3 separate regions of the Mus musculus genome follow, and all the other regions are linked to region 3. A link is a contact called in public Micro-C and promoter capture Hi-C data. All regions are on one chromosome and are shown on one strand. The core of a region is the stretch at or near the end of the contact, and the rest is flanking DNA. Distances in the headings are between cores, read along the strand shown.

Evidence for each region. Promoter capture Hi-C pulls out the DNA fragments that hold promoters and counts their contacts. A called contact is a pair of places that touch in the nucleus more often than the background predicts.
Region 1: a Micro-C map of embryonic stem cells shows a contact between it and region 3, with 2.4 times the contacts expected there. The contact joins the promoter of Zfp821 here to the promoter of Marveld3 in region 3. A contact is called at or near these places in 1 of 39 promoter capture datasets (liver), 1 of 15 datasets of contacts at CTCF or cohesin (the NIH/3T3 cell line), 3 of 484 Hi-C or Micro-C datasets (the N1E-115 cell line and embryonic stem cells), 1 of 115 datasets of contacts at active chromatin or transcription factors (epiblast stem cells) and 2 of 9 other capture datasets (adipose tissue and liver).
Region 2: a contact with region 3 is called in a promoter capture Hi-C map of embryonic stem cells. The contact joins the promoter of Dhodh here to the promoter of Marveld3 in region 3. A contact is called at or near these places in 3 of 39 promoter capture datasets (the C10 cell line, embryonic stem cells and pre-B cells), 1 of 484 Hi-C or Micro-C datasets (embryonic stem cells) and 2 of 115 datasets of contacts at active chromatin or transcription factors (the 230-238 cell line and bone marrow-derived macrophages).

The regions. Positions count from the first base shown.
Region 1 is chr8:109,704,173-109,708,455 of GRCm38.p6, reverse strand. It overlaps Zfp821 (zinc finger protein 821), which reads right to left and starts at 2,910. Exons shown (of 9, transcript NM_001167946.2): 1 at 2,593-2,910; 2 at 2,037-2,099; 3 at 312-427.
Region 2 is chr8:109,605,779-109,610,247 of GRCm38.p6, reverse strand. Dhodh (dihydroorotate dehydrogenase) reads left to right here and starts at 1,575. Exons shown (of 9, transcript NM_020046.3): 1 at 1,575-1,896; 2 at 3,828-4,040. The coding sequence starts at 1,876.
Region 3 is chr8:109,960,437-109,964,961 of GRCm38.p6, reverse strand. Marveld3 (MARVEL (membrane-associating) domain containing 3) reads left to right here and starts at 2,757. Exons shown (of 3, transcript NM_212447.2): 1 at 2,757-3,246. The coding sequence starts at 2,855.

The DNA of each region.
Region 1 (4,283 bases), core at 1,661-4,160, 260 kb after region 3:
ATGCATCAGACCCTGGGTTCGATTCCCAACACCACAAAACAAACACAGCAGAGTGAACAATGTAAATGGAAAAGGTGAAATTCTGTTTTCTACCTAAGTTAGGGATGTGGGTTTAGTCACTCCCTGGTTCTTTTTAGTTCTCGCTGTCTTAAACTGGGCTCACATATAGAAATATATAGTTCACCGCTTTAAAACAAACTGCTAGATGTACTGTGCACTCCAGTTAAGGAAGCTCACCTGATAATGCCAACCTACTCCTCTATGTAGCTAGAAGGCCCTCAGACCTGTAATCAGATCCTGCCTCCCCTTACCAAAAGAAGAAAGAAACCGCAAATGGCAAAGACAGGCCTCCACAGGAAGTGGCAAGGAAGCAGCTTTCAGGCAGTCTTCTATCATAGCTGCATACCAAACACAGTTCTTTTCAGACCTTCAATTAAAAAAAGGAAAATAACTCCTAATATGTACAACAGAAAGAACAATTTTAGAGAGCAGCGTCCTGACATCTAATAAAAGGGGATGTATTCTCTGGTTCTCTTTTTCTTGGAGAGTCTCATGCATCCTAACTCATCTTGAACGGGATATAGAGCCAACAGTGATCTTGAGCTTCTGATATTCCTGTCTCAACACAGTACAGGCAGGTGCAGTACCTGCCTCCATACCCAGCCTTCCATGGTGCTGGGGACTGAATCTAAAATTCTGTGTACGCTAGGTAGGTCTTTGTGCATAGTGGGCAAGCACACTACTGACTAAGCTACACCCCCAGTTGTAGGGGGTAGTCACTCCTTTCCCCTGCCTCTACTCTTTTTTGGAGATTGAGTCTTAAGGTACAAGAATTCAAACCCCTTGATTCAATGACTCCCCAGCCTCAGCCTTCTGACCAATGGGATCAGAGGTATTACTACGCCTGGTTTATTCTCCCTACTTTTTTTTTTTTTTTAATTTTTCGAGATAGAGTTTCTCTGTATAGCCCTGGCTGTCCTGGAACTCAGAAATTCGCCTGCCTCTGCCTCCCAAAGTGCTGGGATTAAAGGCGTGAGCCACCACACCCAGCCCTCCCTACCCATTTTAATATAGGCTCTGACTGAATATCACACGTTAGGTCTTTCTCTGTGTCTGGGGACTCCCAAAGTTGAAAGCTGAATGAGATGCAGACTGCCAATCTTTCTATACTTCTCTACCATGTAACAGAAAACAAATGATATCTCATCTCCATTTACCCCCATAAGGACCAGGAACCGAAGCTCTGCGACTGAGGTAATAAAGTCTGTTTGAAGGAGTGCCAGGCTCTATTTAGATCATCCTGGCAAGACACTGGTTCAGTAAGAAAGCTACAAGGCACAGAGAGGAAACCTGCAGCCACAGCTGAACCACTGCCTCTCATCAGCCTCCTAGTGGCCCAGTGGGGAACTGACCAGATGGTCCCTCCTGGGACTTCACACCTGAGGGATCCAGGCAAAATAAACACACACCCTCCCTTAGCACAAAACAAAGCCAAAGCACAAGAATTCAAAAACCCACTAGAAAGAAAAAGTCCAGAGGAGGGGGGGAAACCATGGAAAATAAGTAAGGAGACAGACAAATGGCACGGGGAGGCCACTCCTGACCCAAACTGCACAATATCTGAGGTTAGTTTTATAGGTTGTAACCCTCTTAAAACAAGACCCCATAAGTACAAAAGGTCACTTGGTCCCTTTTGCTTTCAGCGCTGCCCAATTGTGAAACTTAAGCTCGGAATGTAATTGGATAGCGAGCCGCCTGAGTATCTTCTGCTCAGGGAGGAACCTGGGAAGAACGGGAAACTGAGGATCGACCTACAAGGGATGCGACTTTTAAAGGGAGTAGGGGTTTTTGTTTTTGTCATCTATAGAGCCACAGTCAAGAGTCCTTGGGAAGGATGCACTGGCCCCCACCCCCTCATCCTGCCTCTGCTCTCACAGGTGTTAGGATGCAGCTTCCAGGGCACACACACTACAGATGTGCGTGTGTGTGTGCGCGCGCCCTTTTCCAGCCTTAAAGAAAAGAGGGTGCACTCCCACCTCCAGCTCTGATGAGGTTCCCACGAAGCAAAGTAAAGTCGCCCGAATCCGAGTGATGTGAAGCTGCCAAAAGGGAGAAGAGAAAGACAATCATACAGCCATTTCACTGTGCCCGGGTCCTCTCGGGTCGGCGCTGGAGCTGGGGTGTGCCATCAGTTGAGAGGGTGTCTCTCTGGCTTTTCCCAACAGGGGCAGAGGTAAATCCCAGGTAATTAGACTGGAGCCAGAGGTCTCCCTACGCGTTTCTGACCAACCCACAGACGACCACTTAGCCTCCTCCGAAATCTAAATTTAGTAGCTCCTGGGCCAGCCCGCCCGCCCGCCCGCCCGCTCCAGGACGGCAGGGGCCCCCCGCCCCGTCCGCTCTCCCACGCCCATCCTCCCCTCCCCCAGCTCCACCCCAGCCTGTCAGACGCCGGCCCGCGAGGCCCGCACCCGGCCGCCGCCGCAGCACCCAGCCCGCCCCTCCCCAGGAGCGAGCAAACAAAAGGCGGGCGGCGGCGCGGGCAGTCGGGAGCTACGCGGGTTGCCGACTCCCGGCGCGGGGGCGCTTTACCCGCAGCCTCGGCGCTCCGCGTCCCTGGGCTCCGCCTCCGGACGGACAGACCGCGGGACAATGGGCCCCGGCCGCAGCTCCAGCCGGCCGGGCCCGGGCTCTCTGGGACCCGGCCCCGGTGGGCAGAGGGTGGCTGCGGGCCGGGCTGGCGGCGGGGAGGCGAGGGGCGGCGCGGCGGACAGACAAAGCCAACGGCAGACAGACGGACGGAGGGGGGAAAAAAAAAAGATGGCGACGCGGACGACGGGAGCGCGCGGTTCGCGCTCTCGCAGCGAGTGGGGCGCGTGCCGGAGCCTCACCTCTCCTCCCGCCGCCGCCCCGACCCCTCCCGGCTCCCGAGGCGCGCGCCTGGCGCTGTGGGCGGGGCCTCGGGGGAAAAGGGTCCGGGAAGGCGGGGCTTAGGGAGCATCCAATCGCGGGCGTTCCAGAGGGGCCCCGCCCGCGATCTGGTCCTGGCGACGCGGAGCTGAGCATCTAAAGAGCTTTCGGAGGTGTCCTGACGTTTCCGCGCACCTTTAGAGCGGGTGAACTCCACTCAGCTGTCATCTCCCCGGCTGGTTTCCTCTCCCAAAGTCGAGTTCAGCCACAGAACCCACATCCCCCAACCACAGCTCCGCCGCAGGCTTCCCCCTCCGTAGCCGAACCTGGGCCAACCATCCCGTAGTCACAAACCCTCTTCACTCCCACTTGTCCCAAGGCTTCTTCAACTCTCGAGGCATTTAAAGTAAAGAAAGAGGGCCCACAGCTTCTGTGGGAGGGACTAAGCTATCAGGTGGTCACAGACACAGGACCTAGGTAGCTTGTGGTCCTTGTTGCTATCTAAGGGTGTTTGGAAAGGCTGAACGTGGTTCAACTCCGTTCTAACGCGACTCCTGTTACTGTCCGCGTCATTATTTCTCCGTTGCTCTCCCTTCTTTCCCCTTATTTGGGCGGAAAACCCATACCTACCCCTGAAGTCTCTCCGTAGAGAAGTAAAAAGAGGAGCCCTGTTTTAGAAGGCCCAACTTTCAGCCCCAGCTTTGCCACCGACCAGTCTGTTCGCTTTTGGGCAAGTCACTTCCCTGTTCTGGCCCTCTTCTCTCAAGAGTTGTGCTAGTCATGTAAAACAATCTCTGAAAGCCCTGTGCAAGTTCTCTTATGATTTGCGGCTTCACGAGGCAGAACAAACAAGAGTGCTGACTCTTGCTGATAAAATGACTAGTCGAAGTGTTTGCATAAAGCATTCTTACAAATTCTTCCTTCCTGAAATCTCCAACGAGATGCCATTGCCTGTGTCTTGCAGAATGTGCTAGAACGGTGGAATTGAAGAATGGTGGTCCTTGACAATGCTGTAGGTAAATTGTTCTTGCTTGTTTGCTTTTTGTTGTTGTTTTTTGTTTTGTTGTTTCAACTGACCGAAGAGGAGAAGACTAGAGCCTGGTTTACTGATGGCTCTGCACGTTATGCAGGCACCACCCAGAAGTGGACAGCTGCAGCATTACAACCCCTTTCTGGGACAACCTTGAAAGACACAGGTGAAGGGAAATCTTCACAGTGGGCAGAACTCCGGGCAGTACACATGGTATTACAGTTTGTTTGCAAGAAGAAATGGCCAGATGTACAATTATTTACTGACTCATGGGCTGTAGCCAATGGATTGGCTGGATGGTCAGGGACTTGGAAAGATCACAATTGGAAAATTGGTGAGAAAG
Region 2 (4,469 bases), core at 326-2,825, 350 kb after region 3:
ATATACCTTTGGTCCCAACATTAGGGAACCAAAGGCAGGCAGACTTCTGAGTTCCAGGCCACAGATAAACCCCAAATCAAAACCAAAACTCAAAATCAATATAACAAACCCATCCTCAAGCAGTGAGACAGCTCAGTGGTCAAAGGTGCTTGCTGCCACACCTGACAGCCTGAGTTCTGTCCCCAGAAAGCACATGATGCAAAGACAGGACTGATTCCTGCGAGTTGTACCCTGATCTTTATACATGTACCATGCCCCCGCCCCCACCCCCCCCCAGAGTTATTTACTGGCCTACACATGTCTGCCATAGCAGGCTGCTGTCTGAACTCTCTCACACACAGAACAACAAATTTAAAACAAACAAACAAACATTCAATCACTAACCCAAACTCCTAGATACGTCACTTCTAGGTATAGTCCCTAAATAATCCAAGCTGGCATATGACCGAGGTACCTGTATATCTATGTTTTTTGGAGCAATATTCACAACAGCCAGTTTATGGAAGCAGTAACAGACAAACAGATCAAGATAATGATATATATGATACATATATGGTATGGAACAACATTCAACCATTAGAAAGAATAAAATGAGGTAATTTACAGGAAAATGTATGGGACTGGAGATCATGTTACATGAAGCAAGCCAATCTCAGACTGCTAAATATGCTTTTTTTCTTGTATGCAGGATACAGACCTTAAAAGGACTTATTTTTAGAATTTATGTGTACACACACACACATCTACCTGTTGGTATGGGAAAACCAGTACAGTGCCCCAGAAGAAATGTGGTCCTGGAGTTACAGGCAGTTGTGAGCTACCTGATGTGGGTGCTGGAAACGGAACTTGGGTCCTCGCCAAGAACATCAAGTGCTAACAGCTGAGCTATCTCTCCAGCCTCCTGTAACCTGACCCAAATTATGACCTAAAGTGGGGAAGTATTATTCCAGAAAAGGAAGGGGACCAGTGGGAAGGGGGACAATAGGATACAAACATAAGGTTAAGGGCCAGAGTACGTGGGTCCAATCATCTGTAACTACCGTTCCAGAGGATTCAATGCCCTCCTCTGGCCTCTGTAAACGCTTGGCACAGAGGCACTTGAGTGCTGAGGCAGGATTGGTTTTTAGAAAAACCTGGCCTACACCATAAGATTATCTTAAAAATAAAACCATATTTACTTATCAACACCTCAGAGTTTACTTTTAAAACCAGTGGGTAAATTTTTGTGTGTTTGCATGAGTGTACTTTTTTTTTCCTTCTCCCTGTAGAGACAGGGTTTCTCCATGTTGTAGCCTAGGCTCTCCTGGAACTCATTCTGTAGACCAGGCTGGCCTCAAACTCACAGAGATATGCTTGCCTTTGCCTGCCAAGCGCTGGGATTAAAGGCCGGCGCCACCACTGCCCTGATAAAACAGAATTCTTAGGATTTCTGTTTCAGAAAGGGGGCTATGAAAGCCATACCGCAGCACCGGCATAAAGACAACCGTGCGGAACCTTCGGGCTGCATCGCCCTTTGTTTCCTTCCCAGGGACAGGGAAGCATTAGGGTAGTGCGCACTACCGGGCGCTGGGGTTGGTCTGCAGATTTCGGAAGCGTCTGCTCCCCACTCGAGACTTCCGGAAGCCTCCTCCTCACGGTTGCACCGAAGGAAGGGTGCGCGACTTCAGAGCAGCGTCCCTTAGGAGGCGCGACAGCGACAAGACAGAAAGTAGGCACGTCCCGCCACGGAGCCTGACTCCGGGCAGAGCGCACGCGTTCGGCTGTCCAATCAACGTCTAGGGGCGGGCCGGCTGGTGGGGCTTGGGAGATAGGTGGAGCCGAGCCCACATTCTCCAATGGGATGCAGGCAGAGGCGGGCTTAATGGCAGAAGGAGCATGGCGTGGAGACAGCTGAGAGTGAGTCCTGCGCGGGGAAGCTCATTCGTGGTGTGGATAACCGGCAGGGAGGGGGATGAGGCTGGGAAACTGAAAGGCTGGGACCCTTGAAGTGTGACCTGCACGTGCACAGCTAAGGGCATGCAAAAAGCAAGCGTATGTGGGCAGAGGCTAGGCTGAACCTGAGAGATACGCGGGCATTTTTTTTTTTTTTAAATTGATCCAAGTATCGGGCCTTTGTGAGGACACGATCGCCTACGCTCCAAGGAGGGATGAAATAAGACATAAGGCCACCCTTTTGGATCAAGTGTGGTCAGAATGGAAGTTCCATGTGAAGAGTTCTTAGTTGTGACCCTGGTCTGGAAAAAGGGCACAGATACTGGTGCTTGACTTGAGGAATTTCTGCAAACTCCCCGAGGAGGGAGAATGAATACTTGGTTTGTGTTGCAGGCAAATCTGATCATATCTGCTACTTCCTTGTTTAGTGGACAAATCCCATTAAAAAAAAAAAAAAAAGTGTAGGCGCGCGCGCACGTGCGTGTGTGCACACGTGAGTGCAGATACCCTCTGAGACCAGAGGGTTTTGGATCCTCTAGAGCTCCAGTTGTGAGCCGCCTGACATGGGAGCTGGAACCGAACTCAGTTCCTCTGGCAGAGCAGCACGTGCACTTAAACCAAATCTGTTAGCCAAATGTTGGCTGACGCCTCTCTTCTTTTCTCCTGTTTCATTTAAAGCAGTGTTTTCCTTTTAGTTCCAAGCAGCCGTCTATCCCTCCCCCATGCCTTGGCCCCTCTCATTGGCCTCATCCACCTAGAGATCTCTTCTCCAGCTGCTATCTCCTCTTTAGCTTGTGTCTAACCTTTGAAAGTCAGCTTTTACTCGCTTCCTCAAGATCCTTCCATGATTTATCCCTTCATGTCACTTGTCATGGCTCTATGTTTATGTGGCCATTAGTTTGTCTCTTGGGTTACACTCTCCTGAAGAACAGGTTTGCTTGCCTTTGGTGAAGGATCGAATGAGTGCATTAGCCACATAGCATCTGGCAGTGATAGTTATCGAAAAGCATAGGGAAGCACTTTTGACTGGGTTGTGGTTCTCTGCCCAACAAGACTTAAGCTATGTTTATATTGTAACCACTTTTATATTATACTCATATGACATTTTATGCTGGTAACCTTTCTAGGTATAATTTTAAAGTGTAAACAAACACCATGTTCTTACCACAGTATGAAGGAGAAATGAAAACATGCGTTTTAGTATGTAGAAGTCAGAGCACCACTCACCCCTATAGATGGTCAAATGTTTAAGCCTCTCCTTAGAAATGATTGCCACAGGTGTGCCCTGGTTTACAAGCAGAGCATCATACTCTCTGGTGAGGCTGTAGGGATGACGACTTATTCTTGGTACTGTTGTGTAAGCTGTGTTCCTCAATTACAAGGTGCCAGTGTTCCTGGAAAGTATTCATGTATATGTAAAATCCTGTGGGAGGTAGTTGGTGTTTGAGATGAACTATATATAGCTTGTCCCTTGGCTCAGATAGGAAGCTTTTGTTAAAACCTACATAAATATCAGTAGCAAAGTTTAAACATCATACAGTATACAGGGAAATTAGTGTGTTGGTTTTAAGCAAGGAAGAATACTGACAGGGCTGATTTTTCTACACCTAGTCTATTAGTATTTTTCCTTCATTAACTAAATTTTTCTCATACGGCCTCTAGGGAGCAGTACTGCCTGCCTTGAAAATCCCCTGGCAGATCCCTTGAATAAATAGATACAGCCTCTACAAAGACTGGTGTGTGTGTGGGCAGGAAATGAAGGGGTCAGTGTAAGCAGAGAAGGGCTTTCACTTCGTGTAGATGTTATGTCCTCTTCGTAGGTGTGAAGGGCCAGGAAGGGTGCTGCGTTCCATCCTGATGGGGGCTCCCATGGGTCCTTTCTTTTCCCCCACTAGAAGCGGGCCCTGGATGCAGCCATCATCCTTGGGGGTGGAGGACTTCTCTTCACCTCTTACCTGACAGCCACGGGGGACGACCATTTCTACGCCGAGTACCTGATGCCGGCTCTGCAGAGACTGCTTGATCCAGAGTCGGCGCACCGGCTAGCTGTTCGAGTCATCTCCCTGGGGCTCCTTCCTCGAGCTACGTTTCAGGACTCCAACATGCTGGTAGGTGCCCCTGGATCACCCTGTGTTACATTTAGGTGCCCGGGGGAGGTCACACACTTCAGCACTTGTATAACATCTCTGCTGCAGCTGTGCTTTTGAAAACCAGAGCTACAGGTTCACAAGCAGCTGGGATCTGGAGCCCAGAGTGAGAAAGCATCTTTTATTATGTGTTACACCCTGAACATGCAGAACAGCACTTAGGTATAGGTCTTTAGTCCTCACAACTATTCTTTGAGATAGGTCCTATTCTTGTCTTTATTTACAGATCAGGAAAACCATTGTACAGACTAAGTAAGTGACTTGCCCAAAGTCACATAGCTAGTATGTGGCAGAACCGGGATTCAAACCCATGGAGTCTAACTGCAGTGTCCAACCTTGGCCACTATCCTGCCTTGCTGAGATCCTGGGCCTGAGCAGGGACATCTTCTG
Region 3 (4,525 bases), core at 1,508-4,007:
CTTTCCACTTCAGTGAGAAGCGGCCACAGGTGGAAGGCACACTCAGGTCATCTGACGCATATTTTTTTCCTTGACTGGTGGCTATTTTAACAACTCAGCAAATTGTAGGTAACTGGTAGTGATATAAAGCAAAACAAAAAAGGTTCTTGTCTATAGACATGCAAATTACATGTTGCTTTTGAAAACTGATTTTTTTTTTTCCTTTTTGGAGGGGAAAAGGTCTTTGTGTGTTCACTTCATTTCACTATCCCCGATGACCTATAAATGAGTCTGTTCTACAAAGTTCTCACTGCATAGCCTTGACTGGCCTGAAACTTGATGTGGCCATGAATTTGACTAGCCAACAGCTGAGACTAACCATGTGCCACCATAGCTGGACTTCATAGTTTGTTTGTTTTTTTAGGACCTGTTGTTACATGTGCCTAGTTCCCTAAATGATCATTGAGTTAAATAAAATTCTGAACACAAGTTCCATGTTCTTTTCTTTTTTTTTTCTTTCTTAAAAAAAAAAAAATCAATTTGAGCATGTCAATGGTGTTTCCTTCTCACCCTCCCCCAAACATCTGACCAGAAGCACCTAGAGAACAGAAGAACAAGCAGAGGTGCTGTTTACTTCGTTTGATTTTTTTCTCAAGTGCATGTGCGTGCTTGCCCACGTGTATGTCTGGGCTCCACATTAGTGCCTGGCGCCCACAGAGGTATCAAATCCCCTGGGACTGGAGTCACAGACAGCTGTGGGCCACATACAGATGCAGGAGATTGAACATGGATCCTCTGGGAAAAGCTGGCCATTTCTCTTAACCCCAGGGCCACCTCTCCAGCCCTGGGGCTGTATTTGGAATTAGACAAAGGCAATAAAATAACATAAGCTAGAAATGAGGAAACCCCTGGCCGCATATTGGACCCTCCATCCACTCTCTTATTTCTTCCTCCTTTGAGTAGCTGGCAGTTCATGAAAGCCTCCACATTCTAGGATCGTCTGTTTTACTTTTTAAAAGTTTTTTTTTTTTTAGTTACATTTTTGCCTATCAAAAGGGGGGGCGGGGGTCAGAGTGGGTCTCCAAGCAGGCACTTCCTTAGAACTCCATTACTTTGAAAAACATGAAGCGTAGCCCACTCTGACCCCTTCCAGCGTCGAACTTACACGGAGATCACAGGCTGGAATTGCAGGTGTGATCACGGGTGATACCTGGCTCGGGTTTTACTCTTGATTTCGGGCTGGAAAGGGATTTCAGAGATTAGTGTTCGGCGTGATGGTGATGGAGCCATGGACCGATGCCGGGGTGAGGAGGGACAGCCACTGGGAGTTTGTGGGGCTCCAGCTCTGCATCTTGTACCCTCGGTGGTGACGTTGACAGAACTTGGCATAGAGCCAGGCAGCAAAGCCTCTGCAGAAGTAGCCAGAGGCCAGTTTATAACATTCTCAAAGTGAGATAACTGCACGGAGGAGCCAAAGACAGTTAACAGCTCTTTTGCCAACGCCCATTCTCCATGGATGAGAGCCTCAGAGGGCGATACTTCCAGCTTCCATAAGAAATGAAATGCCAAGAGCTTTATACAAAGCTCAGGAAAGGCATTGCCTGCGGCCATGACCCTTCCTTAGAGCTCACCAGAGGGTCACCTCTTTGCCCTGCTGGAACATGAGCGTCCAGCCACCACGGTGAGTGCTGTAGACACAGGAGGTGTCACCAGATTCACATATGTGGGGATACAGGAGTCAGTTTCAGTCTCCAACTCGGCCCATCCTTCCTGATTCCTCAATTCTACTCAGAGCAGAGCCTCACGTTGTCTTTCTAGCACGTGTCCTTGTTCCCATCCAGTCTTTACGCAAACTGGAGCACTATCTCTGTCCAAAACGACTTCCCTGCGAACCTCCCGCACCTGCTGAGTCACGTGCTCCTGCTCACTTGCTGACCCCACTAGCAGAGCCAGTTTTCTGGTTTTTAAAAAATGTTCTTGGCAAAATTAAAGGCTACTAATAACGAGTAGAACAGTTCTTTTCTTTTCTTTTTTCTTTTAAGTGTTTTATAAGTTTGGGCTGTAACTTCTCTGAGGAGGGAGAGGACCCGTGGGTGAGAGGCTGGCTGAGCGGGTAGGTGGATGTGTGGCTATCTGACTGTGTGGGTGGATGGCTGAGAAGAAGGGTGGATGATGAGTACGCTCTGGGGAAGCAAACTCAAGACGCTTTGTAAGTTGGTCGACAGGAAATCACCACTACTGGCTTCATTTGGGGGAACTCGTCATAGCTGCTAGGAGTGAGGTCACCCCACCCAAGTTTAGATCAATGGAGTTACCAACTCCTCCCCCTAATGAGCTCTCTATCGAAAAGCTCAAATCCATGCCCGGAACTGTATTAGTGGGTTTAATGATCTTCGTTTGGGGCTGGGAATATAGCTCAGTGGTACCATGCTCACCTAGACATGCAAGGCCCTGGGATTCAAACCCAGTACCATGAAAGTAAAGAAATAAATGATTGGTCTGGCGTCCTAATAGCTCTAGCAAGAGACAGCCTTTGAAGGCTGAGCTGATTTGGTCACATCCTTTTGCCTGCTCCCTGGGCCATTTCCCTTTGATAATCCTATAAAACCTAGGACTGACATCTATTTCAGCAAGAATCCACCTCCCACTCTCCAGCCCTCGTCCACCCCACTCCCACCCCCATCCCCTCTGGCCGCACCACGACTGCCCCCTGGCGGCCAGTGGCAGGTGCGCCCTCTCCGGGCCGCTGGAGGGCAAGTGCGCGTGCGCACAGGTGAGCTGTACCGCCCCGTCCTTGAGCTTGGCCACCTGCCTGGGAAACTTATGGTTGGTTGTCGCCCTCGGATCGTTTCCGGGCGGGGACAGGAATCCGGCCATGAAAAATACTTCGGGGCACCGTGAGCCCCGGACCCGTCCTAGAGAAAGAGACCCGGACCGGCGCCCGCACCCGGACCGAGACCACCACGTCGAGCGGTCGCGGGACCGAGGCGGGGACAGGCACAGGGAGAGGAACGGTGACGTGAGAGGAAACGGGGACCGTCGGGCGGGCCGGGAACAGAGAACGGACCGAGACCAGCGCCAGGACAGACACAGGGACGCGGGCCATCGCGCATCCGAACAAAGAGCCTTGGAGAAGTCCCGTCAAAGCCGTGCGCGGCCCGAGCCCTGGGGACCCAGTTGGGACGCAGCCCCGACTCCGGGACCCGCACCCTGGGGGCCCCCAGAGCTGTCGCAGAAGCATGGCCTCGGGCGCCGCGGGTTGGAGAGGTGAGGGGTGCACCTGCTAGGGACCAGGGACCGCCGAGGGTGGAGGAGAGATGACATAAAAGAAAAAGTGGGAAAGCCCGAGAACCAGAGGAAGGAGGAGAGTTTCAGGACTGAAACTGGAACGGTTTAGAAGGCTAGGTAGGTGGGGCTAGCCGGAGGGCCACAGACTCTTAAGTCTTGTTCCCTAGCCTTCCCTCTATACCTTTCAAAGTCCAGCTTCCAGGTTGGGGGGGGGGCTGAATAAAGTTAGCCCAACGAAGAGTTAATAGTTGGACTCGCTCTTCCTGACAAGGCTATGTATGCGCAGCAGACTGCTAGCAGAAGCCGCCGTTTTAAACACGAAACTAAGCCCACCTAAACGTTCATTCTCCGGTGATGTGTAACAAAGTCAGTGAGGTCTTTCTCAGCAGCTTGTTTCAGACCGTAGGTTTGTTTAAACCCCACCCTCATGAATAGACGAACTTGGTCTGTAGGTCCCGAAATTCCCCTGTGTCTTTGAAGGTTTTGTGAATGAGGGTGGAAAGGACTAGCAGGGGACCGGTCGTCATACCCCCTCCTAGAGACTCAGCGCGCCATCCAGTTGCACAGATGTGGAACCAGGCTCTGGGGACTGGGTAAATAGAATAAAATAGGTGTCCCTGAGGGCAAAAAGTGTGTGTGTGTGTGTGTGTGTGTGTGTGTGTGTGTGTGTGTGTGTGTGTGGTTGTCAAAACTGTGCATTCTTTTCCCTGGAGACAACTCTTCTAGCTGATGATCCCCAGCCTCTGCCATTAGACTTGGAGCCTCTGCCATTAGACTTCCACACATCAGGGAAAGCTGCTATCATGAGTTTATGTTACATTATCTAAAGCCAACTCACCTCGCGAAAGCTGCGCCCAGATTTGGGCTGCTCTTTCGGTCTTTGACACTAGCTATTGTTTCCCTGGCTGCACCCATCTTGGACTGCAACCACAGGAGTAGAAAAACAAGAGGTACATTTGTGCGTTTCCTCTTAAAACCAGAGTCCTCATTACCCCGCCTCACCCCAGAGTGAATAAAAGACATGCAATTGTTCGTGGCTTATTTAAAGGTTTGAGGCCAAAGGGCAGCTTCTCTCTGTCTGCTCTCCTCCTAAGCATTTATTGGAGGGAGGGAATGCAGGGACCCGCATGCAGTAACTTACTGTCAGCGTTCAGAGACTGACTGGCAGTGAAAACAGCCACCAGAGGCTCAGGATGCCAAGGAAGGTGACCTAGAGCTGAGTTCTGTGGAAGGAAGACAGAAGACAGTAGAAGGCGAT